2 separate regions of the Anas platyrhynchos genome follow, and region 1 is linked to region 2. The links are chromatin contacts, called in public Hi-C maps. All regions are on one chromosome and are shown on one strand. Each heading gives the region's core, a stretch centred on a gene start, on an enhancer-like site or on the middle of the called end of the contact. The rest is flanking DNA. Distances are from core to core; before and after follow the strand shown. Region 1 holds the start of PDK2 (pyruvate dehydrogenase kinase 2). Region 2 holds the start of DHX58 (DExH-box helicase 58).

Region 1 (5,250 bases), core at 508-3,007, 150 kb after region 2:
CTAACCCTAACCCCAACCCTAATGACCCTAACCCTAACCCAAACCTTAGAACCTAACCCTAACAATAAGACTAACCCTAACCCCAACCCTAACCCTAACCCTAATGACCCTAACCCTAACCCAAACCTTAGAACCTAACCCTAACCCTAAACCCTAACCCCAACCCTAAACCCAAACCCTAACCCCAACCCTAACCCTAACCCTAAACCCGGCTTCTTCTCCCTTTCCAAACAACCCTAAATGTAACTGTAACCAGAACACTGAGCCAAGCCCTAAGTAGGACCCTAGAAAACACGTATGGCTTCACTTTCTTCCATCAAAAAATGCTCCCAACGGAAACCTTTGGGTACACCTGAACTCCCTTTGGGAGCCTTTATTGACCCCACAGGACAGAGGGCTCTGTGCCTTCTCTCTTTCCAAAGAGCCCTAAACATATGCCATGTTTATGCCAAAACCCTAAGTGGGACCCTAGACAATTCGTAGGGCACCACTTTTGCCCATCAAAAATGCTCCCAAAGGAAGCCTTTGGGTACACCTTGTGGTGTAATTGGGTACTGGAAGTAGGACCGGAGCACACCCCCAGCCCAAATGCTGCCCGCCCCCAGGGCGGAGCCCCGTCTCCCTGAGATACGCTTGGCTGGAGTCACTGCGGCTGCTCCTAAAAGATGTATGAGATAAAATTTAATATAAAATTTAATATAATATATAATATAACATAATATAGAATAGAATATAAATTGGCTCAAGAGAGACGGGATGGTAGGGAAGATCCCATCGGCATCCCATCCCATCCCCCTTGGTTGGGGTTATTGGGGGGGCTCCCCTCGGCTGGTGTTATTGGGGGGGGCTCCCTTCGGTTGGGTTTATTGGGGGGGCTCCCCTTGGTTGGAGTCATTGGGGGGTCTCCCCCTGGTTGGGGTTATTGGGGGGGGCTCCCCTTGGTTGGGGTAACTGGGGGAGGCTCCCCTTTGTTTGGGGATATTGGGGGGGGCTCCCCCTGGTTAGGATTATTAGGGGGGGCTCCCCTTTGTTGGGGTTATTGGGGGGGGCTCCTCCGGCTGGGATTATTGGAGGGGCTCCCATCGGATGGGGTTATTGAGGGGGGGCTCCCCTCGGCTGGGTTTATTGGGGGGTCTCCCCCTAGTTGGGATTATTGGGGGGCTCCCCTTGGTTGGGGTTACTGGGGGGTCTCCCCTTGGTTGGGGTTATTGGGGGGGGCTCCCCTTTGTTTGGGGTTATTGGGGGGGGCTTCTCCCGGCTGGGGTTATTGGGGGGGGGGCTCCCCTTGGTTGGGGTTATTGGGGGGGGGGCTCCCCTTTGTTTGGGGTTATTGGGGGGGGCTCCCTTGGTTGGGGTTATTGGGGGAGGCTCCCCTTTGTTTGGGGATATTGGGGGGGGCTCCCCCTCGTTGGGGTTATTGGGGGGGTTCCCCTTAGTGGGATTATTGAGGGGGGCTTCTCCCGGCTGGGGTTATGGGGAGGGGCTCCCCATGGTTGGGATTATTGGGGGGGCTCCCCTTGGTTTGGGTTATGGGGGGGGGGGAGGCTCAGAGCGCCGCCCAGACCATAGCGCTACACTCCGGCACCCAAAGGGTTAAACCCTGCCCGGCTCCGGCCGCGAAGGGGTTAAAGAGTTTGAGGGGGGCGTGGCCAGAGGGGGCGTGGCGCGCCTTAACCCCGCGGAGTGGGGCCGGCGGGCTCTGATTGGCTGAGGGCGGGCCGTGACCGGGGGGCGTGGCCAAAGGGGGCGTGGCGCGGGAACGGGGCGGGCGCGGGCGCGGGAGCTGGGGCGCGGGGGCGCGGCGGCGGCGGCGGGGCCGGGGGCCAGGGGGGGCCAGGGGGGGGCCGCGGGGGGGGCACCACCATGAGGCTGCTGCGGTGCCTGCGGAAGCGGGCGGCCCTGGCGGGGGTGCCCACCTACATCGAGCACTTCAGCAAGTTCTCGCCCTCGCCGCTCTCCATGAAGCAGTTCCTGGACTTCGGTAAATAACAACCCCCCCCCCCCCCGGCGGGTGCTGCCCCCCCCCCCATTTTGCCCCCCCCCTCGGTGTACCCCCAGACCGGGCGGTGGAGGAGACCCCCTCGGTAATAGCTGGCTCTGTTCAACCCCCCCCCCGTAACCGGTAAACAGCCGGTGTCCCGCCCCCCCCCTCCACGTAGTAACCGCCCCCCCCCCTTAGTTACCGCCCCCCCCCTTAGTTACCGCCCCCCCCCCCTTAGTTACCGACCCCTCCCCTAAATTACTGCTCCCCTCCCCTCCCGGGGAACACCCCCCTAGGGTAGGAGGTAGCCTGGCCTGGGGGGGGGGGGCTGCCCCTAAGGAGGGACCCCCCCGTAGTGTTAGGGTACGGGGAAACGCCCCCCCCGCCTCCGTTGGTAGGGTGTCCGGTTTTTATTTTGGGGGGGGGGTCCCCTGCGTGCACCCTCATCTAGGATAGTAAGACCCCCCCCCCTTGGAAAATACCCCCCAGGTAAAAAGCTGGGCTAGCAAAACGCTGTCCTGCTTCGGGGGGGGGGGCGTCCTGCCCCCTCTGACGCCCCCCCAACCCCCTTTAGTTAATCCCCCCCCCACTATTCCAGCCCTGTCCTGCCCCCCCTGGGTACATACCAGGCCCTGGGGGTCCCCCTCCCACCATCCCCAGCTCCCCAGGGGATGCCATCGCCCCCCCCCCCCCCGTGATGCTCCCCATGGTGGCCCCACCTGTCTCTGCGTCTCTGTCACCCTCCGCCCCCCCCCGCGTGGTTAATGTCAGGGCTATATTTATTTACGTCCCCCCCCCCTCTTCCTCCCCGCTGGTGGCTGCACCCTGGGGTCCCCTGATGCTGTTTTGTCCCCCCCCCCCCCCAGGTCCTCCTGGGCTTCCCCCCTTTATGCCCCCCCCTTTATCCCCAGGATGTGCCCCCCCCCCTTTTATAGCCCCCTCCATGCCCCCACCAGGCTCCGTGCCACCCCCCCTGGCTGGGGGCACGGCCACCTGGGGACCCCAGTGCCACCACTGGGCCAACCCCCCCAGGCATGGGACGAGGCGCTTCCAGCCCCAACCTGCTCCATACTGGTCATACTGGTCCATACTGGTTGCCCAGCCCTGTCCCAGTGCCCTCAACCCCTTTAGGATCCTAAAATCAGGGCCCTGCCGCGATCCCACCGGTTCCTGCTGGCGGAGGGGACGAAGCCCAAACTGGGGGGCTTGGGGGTGAGTTGGGGGGGGGGGTCCAATGGGGTTCACCCACCCCCTCTGTGCCCCCCCCCGTGCCCCCCCCAGGGTCCAGCAATGCCTGCGAGAAGACCTCCTTCGCCTTCCTGCGGCAGGAGCTGCCCGTCCGCCTGTCCAACATCATGAAGGAGATCAACCTCCTGCCCGACCGCGTCCTGCGCACCCCCTCCGTGCAGCTGGTGCAGAGCTGGTGAGCGGGGACACCCCGGGGGGGGGACGCCACCCCATTGTCACCACCCCCCCACTGCCACCCCATTGTCACCACCCCCCCACTGCTGCCGTCCAGCCCCCCCTGGGGTCATGGGGATGTCCCCTGGGTGCTAGCGTGGGTCCTGCTGCTGCCAGCATGGGTCCCACCGTTGTCACCAAGGTCCCACCGTTGTCACCATGGTCCTGCCATTGTCACCAAGGTCCTGACATTGTCACCATGGGTCCCACTGCTGTCACCAAGGTCCTGCTGTTGTCACCCTGAGGGATCCCACCACTGTCACCTGCCTGGGTGCCACCCCATGGGTCCCACTGTTGTCCCCTGTCTCCTGTCACTGTCCCCACGGGTCCTACTCTTGTCCCCATGGGTCCCAGTATTGTCCCTGAGCTCCCACCGTTGTCACCCCAGCTCCCACCACTGTCACTGACGTCCCACTGCGGTCACCCAGAGGGATCCCGGTGCCACCACCTGCCTGGGTGCCACCGTGGGTCCCACCGTTGTCACCATGGGTCCCACCACGGGTCCTGCTGTTGTCCCCGACCTCCCACCGCTGTCACCCCAGGTCCCACTACTGTCCCCAAGGGTGACCCCACCGCCACCACCTGCCTGGGTGCCCCCACTGGTCCCGCTGCCACCGCCGCTCCTGCCACCAGCTCTCGTCCCCAGCAGATCCAGAGGGTGCTGCTGGGGGGCGGGGGGGGCAGGGGGGTGGCACAGGGACGAGGACAGGGCACGGGTGGCACCCAGCCCTTTGGTGGCACGGGCTGCCGGCCAGCTTGGGGACACGTCACCTGCTGCCAGCACGGGGCCGGGGGGGGGTCCCCAGCCTTGCCACAGCCTCCTGCCCCCTGAAGGGGCCAAGCCAGCCCTGGTGGCTGGGGGGGGCACGGAGGGGTGTCCCTGGGGGTGCGGGGGACAGGCTCCGGGTGTCCCTTTAAGGGCCATGTCCCCCTGCCAGCTGGTGGCAGCTTGAACCTTCTCCCAGCGCGGCCACGTGATGGGCTGTTTGCTGGTGGCGTCCCCGTGCCAGCCCTGCGAGATTTTGGGACGGGGGGGGGGCGGGTGGCGGGATCAGTCCCAGCCCCTCTCCCAAAGCACATAAATTTGGGGGGGGGGGGGCACATCGCTGGGACCCCCACACCCACCATCTGTGTCCCCACCGTCCCCAGGGCCACCGTGCTATGGGGCAAGCACGTGTCCCCCCCCGCCCCCCCTCCTAGGGTGGCTTCATGGGGCAACGCTCGCTCCGGGGGGGGGGGGTGCTGAGCCCCTCGCCTTGCAGTGGGGACCCCCGGTGCCCCCAATTTCGGGGGGGGGGTGACCGGTTCCTTCCCCAGGTACGTGCAGAGCCTGCTGGACATCATGGAGTTCCACGACAGGGACCCCGAGGACCAGGCCACGCTGGGGCAGTAAGTGCGGGGGGGTGACAACCCCAGTGTCCCCCCCCCCCTTGTCACCTCTGGCACAGCCACCACCGGATTCCACGTCGGGTTTTCCATGGTGCCTCCAATCCGTGAGAAAACCCGGAGTGGATCAGAGCCGTGCCGGGACCGGGTGCCCCCCCCCAGCCTTGTGTGTCCCCCCCAGCCTTGTGTGTCCCCCCCCTTGTCCCCACCAGGTTCACCGACGCCCTGGTCACCATCCGCAACCGGCACAACGACGTGGTGCCCACCATGGCGCAGGGCGTCATCGAGTACAAGGACGCCTACGGGGACGACCCGGTGTCCAACCAGAACATCCAGTACTTCCTCGACCGCTTCTACCTGAGCCGCATCTCCATCCGCATGCTCATCAACCAGCACAGTGAGGGTCCCCCCCCCGGGTCCCC
Region 2 (4,647 bases), core at 2,080-4,579:
GGCTTCTTTCACTTGCCAGCTGATGACGGCGTTTCGCTGCAGCTCCGCGATCTGCAAAGAGGGCAGGGGAGGCGAGACAAGGGGGAGGATGGGGTCAGCACGGGGTAACAGGCAGGGGCAGACCGCAGAGGCAGCAGGAGACATGGTCACGGAAGGATGCGCTGTCCTGGAGAGCGTGAGCAGCACGGCAGGACAGACCCGCACACGCTGCCCCATGCAGCTCGTGCCACCCCTTCCCAGAAGCTGGTGCCGCCCCATGGGGAGAGCAGGCAGCCAAAACCAGGGCGCAGAGAGGGCTGTGCCCAGCAGCAGGCAGGGGAAGGAGCTGTTTGTCCCTCTGCTGCGCTCACCTTCAGGCGGTACTCGCGCTCGGGCATGGCCTGCACCGCCTTGATGGCTTTCTCCATGAGCTCCACCAGGTTCTCGTTGAGCTGCTCCCGGGAGACCTCCCTGCTGTTGGCTTTGGCCACCACAGAGTAAACGCTGTTCTCGGCACGGGCACGGCCCCGGGCCTGTAGCAGAAGGGACAAACACTGCAGTCAGTGTTTGCGCTCATGCTGCAGGTCCCGCAGGGCACGGCACGCTCCTCCCGTGCCTCTGCACCTCTGCAAGGCTCTGCCCGGGGTCAGGCTCATCCCCAGGGAGCTGCCAGCGGATGTACAGGGTGTAATAGGGTCCCCACATGCCCCCCGGGTGGCTTTGGGGTATCCCAGCAGGGAGCAGGCAGGGTGGCTGGAGGGAGCCTGGGCGCTACCTGCACCATAGCGATCTCGTTGGTCATCAGCCCGTAGCGCACCACGATGTTGCACTTGGGGATGTCCAGGCCCTCCTCGGCCACGCTGGTGGAGAAGAGCAGGTTGAGGTCTCCATTGCGGAACTGCCTGATCACGTCCTGCTGCTCGTTCTGCGGGGACAAAGGGGGAAATGCTCCTGGAGCAGGGGCCGTGAGCCGGTTCTGAGCCCCCTGTGGCACCCCCAAAATGAGCCGGACCCCATCCAGCACCTTCCTATCCTCAGGGCTGCAGCAAGGCTCCCACCCCAGAGCAGTAGCACGGTGGGTTTGGGCACATCCCAATCCCCTCACCTGCGTCATGTGCCTGGTCTGGTTGCTGTAGCCGGCCCCGGTGAGGACAGCCGCCCTGATGTGCTGCCCGCTCAGCGTGGCCGCATCCTGCAGCCAGCTGAACAGGCTGTGGGCGCTCTGCCGGGTCTTGGTGAAGACGATGCCCCGAGAAGAGCCCTGGGGCTGGAAGTTCTCCCGCAGGATCTCCTCCAGCTTGCTCAGCCGAGGGTTCTCGTAGCGCTGGCACCCAGCGAGCGCCAGCAGGCTCGCCCTATTCTCTGCGCATGCAAACGGGGTGTGAGGGGTGCTCCGTGCCCCCCAAACCAGCCCGCGCCCACCCTGCTGCACCCCCCCGGGGGCCCTTCTTCTTATACCCTCAAAGGTGGTGGCCAGGAAGCGCTCGGTGGGGTCCTTCATGTCCCTCTCCATGGCGTAGAATTGCTGCAGGTGCTGGAAGGCGTCGACCATGCGCACCGCGTCGTTGATCAGCAAGGCGTCGTTGTACTTGCGCAGGTGCAGCGCGCACGCCCGCGTCTTGCGGCAAAACCTCTCGGCCGCTGGTGAGGGAACGGGGACCAGGGTGGTGACACCCGGCCCCCGCCAGCCCCGTGCCCCCCTGGCGCTCCCCCTGCCGCCGCCTCCTCACCTCTCTTCTCCAGCTCCACCACCTGCTGCTCGTAGGTCTGCGTGCCGAAGTCCTGCGGCAGCCCCGCATTCCCCATGTGCTGCTGGATCTGGGCCATGATCTTCTTCAGCCGCTGGCCGAAGGGGTCCTGGGAGTGGAGAGGGGCTCAGGGGGCTGGGGGCATTGCTCTGGGGGTGCAGCCGGGAGGGTTGGGGTTAGGGGTGGTTCGCGTGGCAGGACCAGGATGGTGATGGGATCCCCTGCACTAGTTTGCTGATTCCTTCAATCAGCCCGAGTTGGGTGGAGAGGGGGACTCCAGGAGCCCCCCAGGCATCCAAGGAGGACCCCCCCCCCCCAGCTCAGCAGGGCCTGGGGGCAATGCTGTGGGCTCAACCTGCCGCCCTCACCCATGCTCTCTCCTGGCACAGGTCGTACTGCTTCCTGGGCTGGGGCACTTGTCTCTGCAGGTTCTGCATGTGCTCCTGCGCCGACGTGATCACCTCGGTGTCCAGGTTGGCACAAATCTAAAAGGGGAGAGCCCCAAAACCCAACCCTGAGCCCCAGCAGCCCAGCACGGCGCCGGGTGCTCGCTGGCACCCAGCACCACCACCACGCACCCCTCTGAACCCCACCAAACCCCACCGAACCCCAGGCTGGGGGCGCAGCGCCCACCTGCAGGATGTGCTCCACGGCCCCCTCGAAGGACGTTTTCCCCCCGGTGCCAGGGGACGCCGTCAGGCCCAGGATCTGCGGCAGGTCCTGCTGCCCGCTGAGCTTGCGCTGGAGGTAATTCAGCATGATCTTGTTGTAGACGGCCTCCTTGTGCGTGTGGTGGCACTCGTCAATCACCAACAGGGAGAAATCTGCACCGGGGAGAGGGAGGAGAGCGGGGTGAGCAGCGCAGGACGTGCCGGGGGGGGGGTCCCAGTAGTGTGGAGGTCCCAGCCATGGTGAGATGTCCCAGCCAGGGGAGTGTCCCAGCCTTGGGGGGGTCCCAGCCATGGGGGTCCCGTGCCCACCCGTCAGCTCCACGCGCGTGTCCTCCTCCCGGCTCAGCAGGGCGTTGTGCAGGATCTGGGCCGTGCAGATAACGACGTCGCTGCGCTTCACCACCTGGCTGAAGAAGCACTTGTGGCTGCTGTCCCCGCTGATGGCCGTCACCCTGAAGGTGCCCTGCAGGACGTGGAACTCCTCCTTGGCGTGCTGCTCCACCAGGTGCACCTACACACACCCCGACCCCGTCAGCTCCAAGCCGGGACCACCGGTGCTTTACCCTCCCACCCCGTTATCTCCAAGGGTGGTGGGGACAGGGACCCTGTGGCCACCTTGTTGACCAGCACGGCCACCCTGCCATCCCGGCGGCTCTCCAGGTGCTTCCAGCAGACGTGGACGGCGGCACGGGTCTTGCCAGCCCCCGTGGGCAGCCAGATGATGCTGTTGCGGCCACGCAAGGCTGGGGCCACGGCTTCGTGCTGGTACCCGCGCAGCTCCATGGGTGACACCGGTAGGAAATGAAACCTCTAGGGAGATGCCTCTTGGTCGCGATGTCGGGCTGGGACGCACGGCTGAGTGGGTTTGGGGTGAAGGGAGCCGAGCCAAACCAAGTTTTGCTGCGCCAAGCTGCCGGCTCGCCCCGATTCCCAATCCCCGTCCCCGCCCCAATCGGGAACAGAAACCGAAAGCAGGAGGAGCTGCTGCAGACGCAGCTTTTCCCTGCTCCCAGCCACGCCTCCCAGTTCAGCCCAGTGCACCCCCACCCATCTATCTCCACCCCCCCAGTTCAAACCAGTGCCCCCCCAGCCCCTTCACACCCCCCACTTGAGCCTGGTGCACCCCCAGCCCCCTGCACCCTCCCCTTCCCCCTGTGCACCTCCCACCCCCGTGCACCAAAATCCACATCCACGCCCCCCCAGTTCATCCCAGTGCCCACCCAGTTCATCCCAGTGCCCCCCCATCACAGCACCCAGCGGCCCTGGAGCTCTCCCCCCCCCACCTCCTCCTCTGAGGTTTGGGGGGGGCTCAGTGCAGGGCCAGACACAAGGGGGCAGCTGGGTGTGCACAAGTACATTTATTAAAAAAAATAAACAAACAAAAAAACACAACAACAACCCAAATAAAAAAAAAAAGTCACATGGAATGGGTGGACAGGAAGGGCTGGACAGGGTCTGGTCCCCCCCCAGCAAGGCCAGTAAGGCCCCAGAGTGGGACCAGCACCCCCCCCCATGAAGGACAGCCACGGGCAATAAGGCAGCAGGCGACCAAAGCAGGGGATAAATTAATGCTACGCCCCAGCCCTGCTCCCAGGGGGCAAATGGGGACAAGGAGGGGGGGCGAGGAAGGGATGCGAGCAAGAGCCAGCCCCCCAGCCCCGTGCTGAAGCTGGCTCAGAGCCGGGGCAGAGCAAGGGGGAGCAGGAACCAGGATGGGACCCCCCCGAGTGTCCCCAGCAAGGGGAGGGGGAGATGGTGCAGAGCCCCTGCCCCAAGGGAAGAGCTGATGGAGAGGCAGCAGGAGCAGGGACCCCCCCTCCCCGAGCCCAGGAGCGGGGTCTCTGCCCCACAGAGGGCTGGGGGGGGGGTCCTGCCATACATTCAAGAGGGGCAGGCGCTGCCTGTGCGTGGACGGGAGCAGGAAGCAAAGTCCCTGCAGAAACCCAAAGCATTGGGGGGGGGCCCTGCCCTGGCATCAGGACGCAGAGGGGGGGGGGCCCTGCCCTGGCACTGAGACACAGGAGGCAGAAGGCACAGCCCCAGGGGGGAGGCAGCAAGGCAGCTCTGCTCCGACCCCCCCCAGCCCCTCAACATTCCCCCAGGAGTAGGGGGGCTGCCAGGACAGGGATAAACCCCGGACCCCCCCAGAGGGAGCACACTGAACCCCCCCAGGCTGTTCAGCAGCAGCAAACCCTGCTCAGAGGGCTCAGAGGCGGGGGGGTCCCTCTCTCCTCTCCTTGGGGAGAGGG

What was found. A called contact is a pair of places that touch in the nucleus more often than the background predicts.
Region 1: a Hi-C map of subcutaneous adipose tissue shows a contact between it and region 2, with 2.4 times the contacts expected there. The contact joins the promoter of PDK2 here to the promoter of DHX58 in region 2.

Annotation. Positions count from the first base shown.
Region 1 is chr28:3,013,140-3,018,389 of IASCAAS_PekinDuck_T2T, forward strand. PDK2 (pyruvate dehydrogenase kinase 2) reads left to right here and starts at 1,758. Exons shown (of 11, transcript XM_038168869.2): 1 at 1,758-1,981; 2 at 3,263-3,404; 3 at 4,760-4,831; 4 at 5,041-5,225. The coding sequence starts at 1,864.
Region 2 is chr28:2,858,407-2,863,053 of IASCAAS_PekinDuck_T2T, forward strand. DHX58 (DExH-box helicase 58) reads right to left here and starts at 3,330. Exons shown (of 12, transcript XM_038168878.2): 1 at 3,014-3,330; 2 at 2,708-2,909; 3 at 2,361-2,551; 4 at 2,096-2,212; 5 at 1,710-1,836; 6 at 1,438-1,620; 7 at 1,085-1,341; 8 at 755-904; 9 at 351-512; 10 at 1-51. The coding sequence starts at 3,181. It overlaps KAT2A (lysine acetyltransferase 2A), which reads right to left. Exons shown (of 18, transcript XM_038168856.2): 18 at 3,742-4,647.